2 separate regions of the Rattus norvegicus genome follow, and region 2 is linked to region 1. The links are chromatin contacts, called in public Hi-C maps. All regions are on one chromosome and are shown on one strand. The core of a region is the stretch at or near the end of the contact, and the rest is flanking DNA. Distances in the headings are between cores, read along the strand shown.

Region 1 (5,536 bases), core at 1,140-3,639:
CACACAGTGCACTCACATGCACACGCATGCACGCACACACACACACACACACGCGCGCGCGCGCGCGCACACACACACAAACACGCACTTTAAATAAAAGTATATATGTCTACATTTTAAAAAATTATTACCTAGAGCTAGGGTGGTACAGACCTATAATCTCCACACTTGGAATGCAAAGGCAGGGAGAGCACATATTCAAGTACAGCCTGGGCTACATGGTAAGTTCCAAGCTAGCTTGGGGTTACTTATTAGATTCTGTCTCAAAAACTAACCAACCAAATAAAAAACTTCTAGTTTACTGATGAGCTCCAAAAGGTACATTCTGAATGACTCAGTAAAACCAGAACCCTCACAATTAATTCCAGTTTTGAAGGAGTATGTGGTTTGACATATGCATTAACACTCTTGTGGTTTTTTTCCCTCTTTAGAATCTATACCCCATTCACAGAAGACACCGAGACTGTAGGCCAGAGAGCCCTGCACTCGATCTTGAATGCCGCCATCATGATCAGTGTCATCGTCGTTATGACCATCCTCCTGGTGGTCCTGTATAAGTACAGGTGCTACAAGGTGAGTGCCAGGCAGCACTGTTGTCTGCCTCGACCTGCTTATTGGTTGTTGTTATTTTGTGTGTGAGATGGAGAGAGAGAGAGAGAGAGAGAGAGAGAGAGAGAGAGAGAGAGAGAGAGAGAATGAGAGAGAGAATATGAATGTGTGTATGCAAGCCTGTGCTTGCCAGAGTGTACATGTGCAGTTGATGCAACAACTTGGTGGAAGGGGTTCTCTCCTTCCGTCTTTGCTTGGGTTCTAGACATCGAGTCTTCAAGCTGGCAGGCTTCACATTCCGAGCCACTTCACAGCCTTCTCGCCTTATTATAGTCTTTACTTGGTCTAGCAAAGAAGAAAGAGTTTTGTTTTCTTTTAAATATTTATTTATTTTATATATATGAGTACACTGTTGCTGTCTTCACACACACCAGAAGAGGGCACCAGATCTCATTACAGATGGTTGTGAGCCATCATGTGGTTGCTGGGAATTGAACTCAGGACCTCTGGAGGAGCAGTCAGCGCTCTTAACCGCAGAGCCATCTCTCCAGCCCCCAGAAAAAAGAGTCTTGTGTTTTGGGTCTACTTTATCTTTCCTTTCATTCTGGAGCATGTTGAAAGCACCAGAAGACATACATGGGAAACGGGTGTGTTTATGTGTTTTCACATGTGTTTTCAGTATTTTGATTTATAATGTGCCTGTGGCATTACAAAGACTTTTGTGTATATCGTCATTAACAAATAGTGCTAGAGGATTTAAGTGGCTCGTAAAGCCTCCCTCAAATGCTGCTTCTGAAATCACTAGTGACGGGCCACCTCACTGGGGAACTGCCAGCGTCATTTCTGAGCAGCAGTGCCTCTTGCCTTAGCCACTGGGCACAGAGAAAGCTTGCAGCAAAGAGGCAGGGCCAACCTCCCAGCCTCTTCCCTTCTTCCTTCCCCCCCCCCCCCCCTCTCTCTCTCTCTCTCTCTCTCTCTCTCTCTCTCTCTCTCTCTCTCTCTCTCTCTCTCTCTAAGTGACTGCCTCCTGGATCTCAGCTACCCAGTACATGCTTCATACTCAAACCTGAGAAAATCAACAAAGGAATACAAGTCATGGAATCTTAGATCGACCTTAGTAACAGGAAGAGTAAATGTTAACTCTCTGTATTGCAGTCTATGTTATTTCCTCCTAGATTTTATTGTGGGATTTTGTTTACTTTGCTTGGTTTGTTTTGAGACAGGGTTTCTCTGTGTAGCCCTGGCTGGCCTCAAACTCACCCTGTAGACCACGCTAGCCTCAAACTCAAATGATCCACCTGCCTCTGTCTCCTCTTTTAAAGATCTGTGCCACCACCACATGGGAAATATGTGTTCTCCCTGCTGCCTGTGTTTGTCTGCATGCCAGTGTTTACCTCCCAGTTCCTTTTTTGGCCTTAGTGGACACATTCTGGAGTTCGGCTGATTATGGGGTTAGGCTTGGTTTTTTGCCTCCTTTTCAGATTTTATTATGGGTGGAATTCTGCCTTCTCCCATGTTTTTTCTCCCACATTTCCATATTTCCTGCTTTTCTTTTTTAAAATTACCTGTGTATTATGTATAGAGCTGTGGACTCAGCATTGAATTTCCTGAGTTTTTTCCTACTAATCTTGGGAAGTTTCTTAGTCTGCTTTCAGTTTTCATGCACTGATCTGTTAATGACAGTAAGCCAAGTGTATGGACTATGTGAGCATGCCTTATTTCCTTTAACATCTCACAAGCAGTGTGTGTGCACACCCTCCTGAGGCAACGGCCAGGGTCACAGTTGCTATAGGTCACGGGGTCAGAAGCTAATGAATCTGTTTGGGAATTTGAGTCCAGAATTTGACCTTCATTAACTTACAGCCATTATGTAAAATCCTCTCAAACCTCATCCTCAATTTGTAAAAACTGTGCCTTCTCTTTCTCTCCCTTAGGAAAGTGTTTATCCAGCCTGACATTGTTTCCCTAATTTTATCTGCTGCCTTTTTAGAACTTAGTTTTTCTGAACCTTCTTGTCATTGGCTTGTTAATGTGCTCTCTGGCCTTTGTTCCTTCCTCCTTGCAGTTTCCCCTCGGGCTCACAAACCCAGTCCCAGGCTTTGGAATCTTTCCCCTCCTTTGTTTCTTAAAGAACCATATTTAGGGCTGGAGAAATGGTTTATCAGGAGGAGCTCTGGCTGCTCTTGCAGAGGACATGAAACTGATGAATTCAGTTTCCTACTCCCACATCTTGGCTCTGTTCCCAGGGGATCTAACAACCTCTTTTGGCTTCTGGGACGCCAGGCACAAATGTACTTACTGTACACAAATACACACACAGGGAAACCATGAATACACATAAGGTAAAAATAAAACTTTAAAACAAAACCATTTATTCTCAGGCTTAATTTTGTACCCTCAGATATAACTTTAAATTTTTTAAAATTAACTGTATATATGTATGTCTATATGTACATTTATGTGCAGATATATATATGAACATGTATGTGCCATTGGCTCATGTGTAGAAGTCCACGGTCAGTTTGCAGGAGTCATTTCTTTCCTTCCATGTTGTGTGACAGACTTTTCCTGCAACACACACATCTGCTCACCCCAGAAAGGGAACGCATGCCATACCAAAGTAACAGGCCAATGTCCAACTAGTGAACTAGTGAGTTTTTACTGGGGATACTGAGAGGTTGCTTACAAGGAGCAGGCATGATTTGAAAGCAGCTGTCACTGAAAAGGCCACTCCAACACAGGTGATGATCCCAAAAGCTGCCACCCTGGAGCTCCCTGCACAGCTGTGGGCTGCCCCCCAGATACCTTTCTTTCTGTACTTGGGCCATCAGAGTCTCCACCCAAGCAGTTGTTTGCTCCTTTATATGTCGTTGTGGAACGGCCCTCAAGAATCCTGTGAGTTTCTGTTCTCTCAGATATGTGTCCTTTGACTTCTTTTGTGGTTGATAGTACCCACCTTTTAAAGGGATTATCTCAGGCCAGAGGAGAATAAACGCCATCCTGGAGGATCTGACTCAGTCGTCATACCTGGCAGCAAATGCCTTCACCAGCTAAGCCATCTTGCTATCCTGAATACAACTTTGATTCAGTGCTTTCAGTCTAGAAATCATTGCTCATTGGACCCATGGTTTGTTGGTTGATTTATTAATTCTGCTTTGATATCTACAAACACATATCCTCACCCCTTATCTTCAGTAGGTCTGCTTTGTAGCTTTTTATAAAACCTTAGTTATTTACTTAGTTATTTAATTCACTTTATATCCCAATCGCTGGCCCCCACCCTCCCCACACAGTTTTAATGCCCTCTTGCATAACCCCCTTTCCTAACTTAATGGTATATTTTCAGGTTCTTTCCAGTTTATGTGGCTTGTTAATACATTTACTTAAAAATCTAATAGTTATATTTTCAATTTGTAGAATTTATATTTATCTGTTTTAAAGATGTTAGATCATTTTGGATGTAGTCTTTTTGTCCATATTTAATTTTTTTTATTACTTTACTGTCTTACACTTAAACTATCTGAAGTTTTGGGGAAGAATAATACTGTTGACTTTTACTCGTGGTGATTTGTACCTTGAGTGAGTGATTTCCAGTCATTTGAGTTTATATCTTTGGGGAGTTTTTTACAGTCACTTTGCATGCACGTGAGCTGTGGCGAGCTGTCAGCACAGGCCAGAAACTGCCCGTGACCGTCAGTCACTTGACCTCCTCTCCACTTTCCTTTCAAATCGCTTTTTAGGGAAAAGAGGGCTTCTAAGAATTTCTCCTTTTCTTTGTCACTTTGAACCGTAGTTGAGCTTGTATTCAAGTATTAAGATTAATGTCGGGGTTGGGGATTTAGCTCAGTGGTAGAGCGCTTGCCTAGCAAACACAAGGCCCTGGGTTCGGTCCCCAGCTCCGAAAAAAAGAAAGAGAAAAAAAAAAAAAGATTAATGTCTAGAAAGGTTCTGGGGGTGGCCGGTATGAAGTCAAAACAATCCTCTGAAAGGGGGAGCGAGGATGATTATAGGAAAGATAGAAAAACTGTGCAAGAGACAGACACGGCAGGGCTGCAGGTCCTTCCCACAGCAGCTGCCAGTGTACTTCTCATAGCCTCCTTATACTATAGGACCTTGGGAAGCAAAGCCACGAGTTAACAGAAACAATTTGCTGAAGTCCACACATAAGAAGACCTCTGTTCCCATCCCAAAGCCTCCCTGTTCCTTCCACCAAGGTCAGTAGGGTCTTCAGCCCCTCGCCTTGAGCCTCAAGTCCACCTCCTCTTATTGTTCTGTGCCTCAGCAGCCCGGGAAGTCTGCCAGCAGACCCTGACCCGCCTTGACTCTGCCTGGCCAGCAGTCTTCTCTCTCTCTCTCTCTCTCTCTCTCTCTCTCTCTCCCTCCCTCCCTCCCTCCCTCCCTCCCTCCCTCCCTCTCCCTCTCCCTCTCCCTCTCCCTCTTTCTCTCTCTCTTTCTCTGCTCCTAACATAGGAAGAAAACTTTTGAGAATCTGCCCACTGTATTTTTACCTGAATATTTTTTTTTTTTTTCGGAGCTGGGGACCGAACCCAGGGCCTTGCGCTTCCTAGGTAAGCGCTCTACCACTGAGCTAAATCCCCAGCCCCGTATTTTTATAAGTACGGAAAGATGGGTTTATTTTAGTTCAGTGTTTTCAGGGTTAGCAAAAACAATCTGTCTATTGTTGTGGGCTGCAAGGTACTTCTCAGCGGTACTGGCATGCATTCTTAACTGCCCTCACCTGACAGGCATTGCTGTGTGTGTGTGTGTGTGTGTGTGTGTGTGTGTGTGTGTGTGTGTGTGTGTGTGTGTGTGTGTGTGTGTGTGGTGTGTGTGTGTGTGTGTGTGTGTGTGTGTGTGTGTGTGTGTATTTGCGTATTTGCGCACACACATCCCTATCCTGGCCAGAGTGGGGTCCTCCAGTTGCTGTGTCCTTCTGACCCTGGGTTGTCCTCCTGCCTTGGCACTAGTGTCCCACCAGTGGTTAGGG
Region 2 (5,369 bases), core at 2,066-4,565, 230 kb after region 1:
CAGCAAGACTCTTTATTTAAGGAAATCACAACATGTTCAAAAAAAGAAAAGGATGAGGTCACAGGAAAAACTGGGAGGAGGAGATATTTGCACAGCATGTGGAAATGACAAACAGTCTTCTCGTAGCTAAACACTGGTTCCTTCGTTTCGCAGACAGAGAAGCCCAGCATATCCCCCAGTTCACTACATGACATGTTCCTTGTCACCTAGAAACCGCTTTTTTTAAAAAAAGATAATTTAATTCAAATTATTAAAATGCCAAATATGACCTGCCCTTTGTCTGCATCTATCCGGGACATCTACCAGGATGTACACACAGGACACACAGCCTTTATGTCAACCAGGAAGGAAGCTCTCAGGGCTGGGGAGTGGCTCAGTTGGTGAAGCACTTGCTGGGCAAGCATGGGGACCTGAGTTTGGATCCCTATCACCCATGTTCAAAGCCAGGCCTGTACTCCCAGCACTGGGGAGACAAAGCCAGGAGGATTCCTAAGCTTACTAGTGAGCCAGTCTACCCAAGCCCTGAACTCCAGGTTCAGTAAGAGTTCTTGTCTCCAAGGAGCAAAGGAGGACTCCTGCCATTGACATCTGGCATCCACATACATGTGTGAGTGCAGATGCACGCACGCAGGCACGCGTGCAGTCACACACACACACACACACACACACACACACACACACACACACTTTAGAAGGGAAGAATGGGCCTGGAGGAGTCTTGGTCATTAAAAACACTAATTTCTCTTTCAGAGGACCCAGGTTCAATTCCCAGCACCGTAAGGCCCATAGACATACATACAAGCAGAACACCCATACACTTACAATGAGTCTCAAAAACACCTTTAAATTAAATTTAAAGAACAACAACAGTGGTTCTTAAAAAGGAAAGGCTATTCCTCCTGAGAGCCCCCCCCCTCTGCCAGGCCCCTGTAGCCTCCTTATAGGGCACAGAACTTGGAGAGACACTGGCTGCTTTAAGACCCTGCTCCTCTGTGCTGGGCAGACCCTTCACATCTCTCATGATGGCTTTATCTGATATGGTCCTCTATCAGACTTGTTACAGTAATTTTCTCCTTGCTATGATGAAAAATACCTGAAGAAAGGTATTTTCAACTTAAGAGAGGAAGGATTTTGTGTGCACTTCCATTCCCTCATGGTAGGGAAGAAAGGGTTGCAGGGGAGGAAGTAGTCAGTCACACTTCATCCTCACTCAGAGCAGAAAATAAAGACTGCTGTGCAGGCCACTTGTTTTTTCCCCTCTTACCCACTCCAGGACACCAGCCCATGGGCTGAATGGTACTGTTCACTTTTAGAGTGGGTCTTCCTACTTTAACCTAATGTAAACAATCTTTCACAGAGTGTACTCAGAAGCTTGCCTCCATAGTGATTCTAGATCCTGTCTGTAGGTGTAATATTATTGAGTATTAAAGAGTATTCATGTGGGGATGGAGAGATGGCTCAGTGGTTAAAAGCACTGACTGCAGCTCTTCCAGAGGTCCTGAGTTCAAATCCCAGCAACCACATGGTGGCTCACAACCATCTGTAATGAGATCTGATGCCCTCTTCTGGTATCTGAAGACAGCTACAGTGTACTCACCTAAAATAACAACTACAGTGTATTATATATAATAAGTCTTAAAAAAAAGATTATTCGGGGTTGGGGATTTAGCTCAGTGGTAGAGCGCTTGCCTAGAAAGTGCAAGGCTCTGGGTTCCATCCCCAGCTCCGGAAAAAAAGAAAAAAGAAAAAAAAAGATTATTCATGAATAGTATTCAAATGCAGATTTCTGTGCTCCCACATCTTTTTGCAATCCTTATTCTAAGAATCTCTGTCTTGTGTAAAAATTGCTCCACAAGCTCCCTGATTGCTCAGTAAAATGAGCCAATGACTGAGCAGGGACGAGAATAGGGCTGGACTTCTCAGACAGAGGAAGTGTGAAAGAGGAAGTAGGGATTGGACAGAAGGAAAGAGTCTGAGCCACCATGAGAAAGCGAAAAAACAGAAAAACAACCAAAAACAAACAAACAAACAAACAAAAACATGGAACCCAGAGAACCAGATCCCAGGAGTCCAGAGAACCAGATCAGTACTAAAATGCAATTATCATGGAGATTACTGGCTGGGAGGTGCCAGATTAGCATAGATTAAAATAGAATAATACTGCTCAATTGTGCTCTTAATGCATTTTAAGTAAATATACTAATTCAGTCTAATTATTTCAGAGTTAACTGGGTTATGAGGAAAACTGCAACACACTATTTTATTATTGTCAGGGTGAAAATCTGTGTTAGCCATGACCAGTACCAATCAACTTATTTTATTTATTTATTTTTTTTTTGGTTCTTTTTTTCAGAGCTGGGGACCGAACCCAGGGCCTTGCGCTTCCTAGGTAAGCGCTCTGCCACTGAGCTAAATCCCCAGCCCCACCAATCAACTTATTGAGAAACTATACTCCCTGAGAAATTATTGCCATCCTGACCAATCAAGAACTTTGTTCTGCCAGGCATGGTGGTACACATGTATGTAACACACACACAAGAACACTTGCAGAAGCAGTGTCTACAGGGGGCTGGAGATGATGGTTCAGTGGTTAAAGGGGGTTTACATCTCTATCTGAGAACCAGAGATAGAATTCTACAAACTACTATAACCTGTAACTCCATCCAGCTCTAAGGTATCTGATATTCCTTTCTGACCTCTTTGGGACACACACACACACACACACACACACACACACACACACACACACACACACAAAAAAAAAAAAACCTTTTAAAAAGCCAGACACACACACACACACACACACACAACCTTTTAAAAAGCCAGACACACACACACACACACACACACACACACACACAACCTTTTAAAAAGCCAGAAGCTTGAAGATGAGAAGGAGGAGGAGGAGAAACAGAAACAACAGCCTATTGGACATGCTTGCAATGTCAGATTGAGAGTGGGAGTTTGAGGCTAACAATGACTATGCAGCGATACTCTGACAAACAAGGCAGAGAAGTCCATAACTTCCTTTTCAGAGAAAGAATATTGATTACAAGGGTCTCACTCTGTAACCTCAGACTTCCCAGTGCATGAACCACCATACCCAGCAAGGCTTTGTAATTGAGGAGAAAGAGAGGGAAATGAAATGAAGAGAGGCTTCACAATGAAGTTTTCTGCAGTGAGGAGAGCCAGAAAGAGCTGTGCTTCATACAGAATATCAAACTTTGCCTTCATTCTTTCTACCAGGAAACTGCTTAGGAACAAGAATAACTGCCCCCCAAAAATGAGAAAGCCGACTAAAGAGGAAGCTGGGCTTGGCGCTGCACACAGAGGAGCTCTGCTCGGCCAAGACCGGAGGATTTCTATGCGTTCAAAGCCAGCCTAGCCTACCTAGCAAGTTCTAGGACTACGTAGCTAGGGCTTCTGTAGAGAGATCTGCCCGCCTGCCCCCGCCCCCGGCGCCCTCCCCCGCCCCCCGCAAAAAAAAAAAAAAAAAAAAAGAGGAATGAAGTTGTTTTCTTCTGAAATGCCTCGTACCTTGTTTTCTTGCACGGAATCTTTATCTGGTAAGGATTTTTGCCTTTCCAGTGTATACTGCCGCAGTTTTAAAAAGGTGACAAACCGGCTAGCTGTAGGACCCAGGAGGACGTTAGGCTTAATCTACCTAGGAAATGCTGGAGGACTCGCCCCCTTCCCAGAAAGCACCGCGGCCGCGGAAGCGTGGGTCTTGTCAGCCGCCAGGCCATGGATGAGCTTCCGAATGGCAACGGCGCGGCGCCGCTGAAGCGTGGACGCGGGAGGCGCCGGCGCCAGCCGCAGCCCCGCGGCGCGTCGGTCTTGGCCCTGCCCTTACGGCCACGGAAGGTCCGAAGGCACCGGAAAAGTGCGGCGTCCCGCGTGGCCGCGCTGAGAGCTCGCGCGCTCCTGAGCGAAGACTCGGACTCGAACGTGGAATCGGTCCGGGGCAAGCGGGAGAGGCCTGCAGAGCTACCGGAGGCCTCGCGGTCGGCCGAACCGCGGCCGGTGCCAGTGCGTCCGAGACCGGCTTCGGCGACTCTGCCGCGCCGCGTGGAGGGGCGGGCCGCGCTCTCCCGAAACCTGGGGAAGCCCGCTCCGTTGCCGGGCTCGCACGTGGATGACCCGGAACGGCCCTGGGATTCGCCGCTGCAGCAGGTGTTGGCGGAGCTGAACGGCATCCCCAGCAGCCGGAGGCGCGCCGCCCGCCTCTTCGAGTGGCTCCTGGCGCCCCTGCCTCCGGACCACTTCTACCGGCGGCTGTGGGAGCGGGAGGCGGTGCTGGTGCGGCGGCAGGACCACAGCTACTACGAAGGTCTATTCTCTACCTCCGACCTGGACTGGATGCTGCGCTACGAGGACGTGCACTTCGGGCAGCACCTGGATGCTGCGCGCTACATCGATGGGCGGCGGGAAACCTTGAACCCACCGGGCCGGGCACTTCCCGCTGCCGCGTGGTCCTTGTACCAAGCCGGCTGCTCCTTACGCCTTCTTTGCCCGCAAGCTTTCTCGCCCACGGTGTGGCAGTTTTTGGCTGTGCTTCAGGAACAGTTTGGAAGCATGGCAGGCTCCAACGTTTACCTCACGCCCCCCAACTCGCAGGGCTTCGCTCCCCACTACGACGACATCGAGGCTTTCGTGTTACAGCTGGAAGGTCGGAAACTCTGGCGAGTCTACCGACCGCGGGACCCCAGTGAAGAGTTGGCACTGACATCTAGTCCCAACTTCAGCCAGGAGGACCTTGGTGAGCCGGTACTCCAAACGGTACTGGAACCCGGAGACCTGCTCTATTTTCCTCGGGGCTTCATTCATCAAGCTGAATGTCAGGATGGAGTCCATTCTCTGCACCTCACCTTGTCTACCTACCAGCGCAACACCTGGGGCGACTTCCTGGAGGCTGTTCTGCCTCTGGCAATGCAGGCAGCAATAGAGGAAAATGTGGAATTTCGCAGGGGTCTGCCTCGAGACTTCATGGATTATATGGGGGCCCAGCATTCAGACTCTAAGGATCCCAGAAGGACAGCTTTCATGGAAAAAGTGCGGGTCTTGGTTGCTCGCCTGGGACACTTTGCTCCTGTCGATGCTGTGGCTGACCAGAGAGCAAAAGACTTCATTCACGATTCCCTGCCCCCTGTGTTGACGGATAGGGAAAGGGCTCTAAGTGTGCACGGGCTCCCGATTCGCTGGGAGGCTGGAGAACCTGTAAATGTGGGGGCCCAGCTGACAACAGAAACCCAAGTCCATATGCTTCAGGATGGCATAGCTCGGCTGGTGGGTGAGGGGGGCCGCTTGTTCCTGTATTACACAGTGGAAAACTCTCGAGTGTATCATCTGGAGGAACCCAAGTGCTTAGA

The links. Hi-C and Micro-C count contacts between places; a contact is called where the count stands out from the background.
Region 2: a Hi-C map of prefrontal cortex shows a contact between it and region 1, with 4 times the contacts expected there. The contact joins the promoter of Riox1 here to the enhancer-like site in region 1. A contact is called at or near these places in 10 of 12 Hi-C or Micro-C datasets (the A7r5 cell line, the Rat2 cell line, Schwann cells and 7 more) and 1 of 1 datasets of contacts at active chromatin or transcription factors (oligodendrocytes).

Annotation. Positions count from the first base shown.
Region 1 is chr6:109,082,537-109,088,072 of GRCr8, forward strand. It overlaps Psen1 (presenilin 1), which reads left to right. Exons shown (of 12, transcript NM_019163.4): 5 at 432-573. Among named protein-coding and RNA genes, the nearest start is that of Psen1, 31 kb to the left of the region's middle. Within about 2 kb of position 2,390, at least 8 of the 93 cell types and tissues checked have an H3K27ac peak or open chromatin away from gene starts, as enhancers often do. A contact at or near this core is called in Schwann cells and liver, where this site is marked.
Region 2 is chr6:109,307,433-109,312,801 of GRCr8, forward strand. It overlaps Riox1 (ribosomal oxygenase 1), which reads left to right and starts at 3,316. Exons shown (of 1, transcript NM_001108040.1): 1 at 3,316-5,369. The coding sequence starts at 3,745. The region is part of intron 16 of Heatr4 (HEAT repeat containing 4); the gene reads right to left.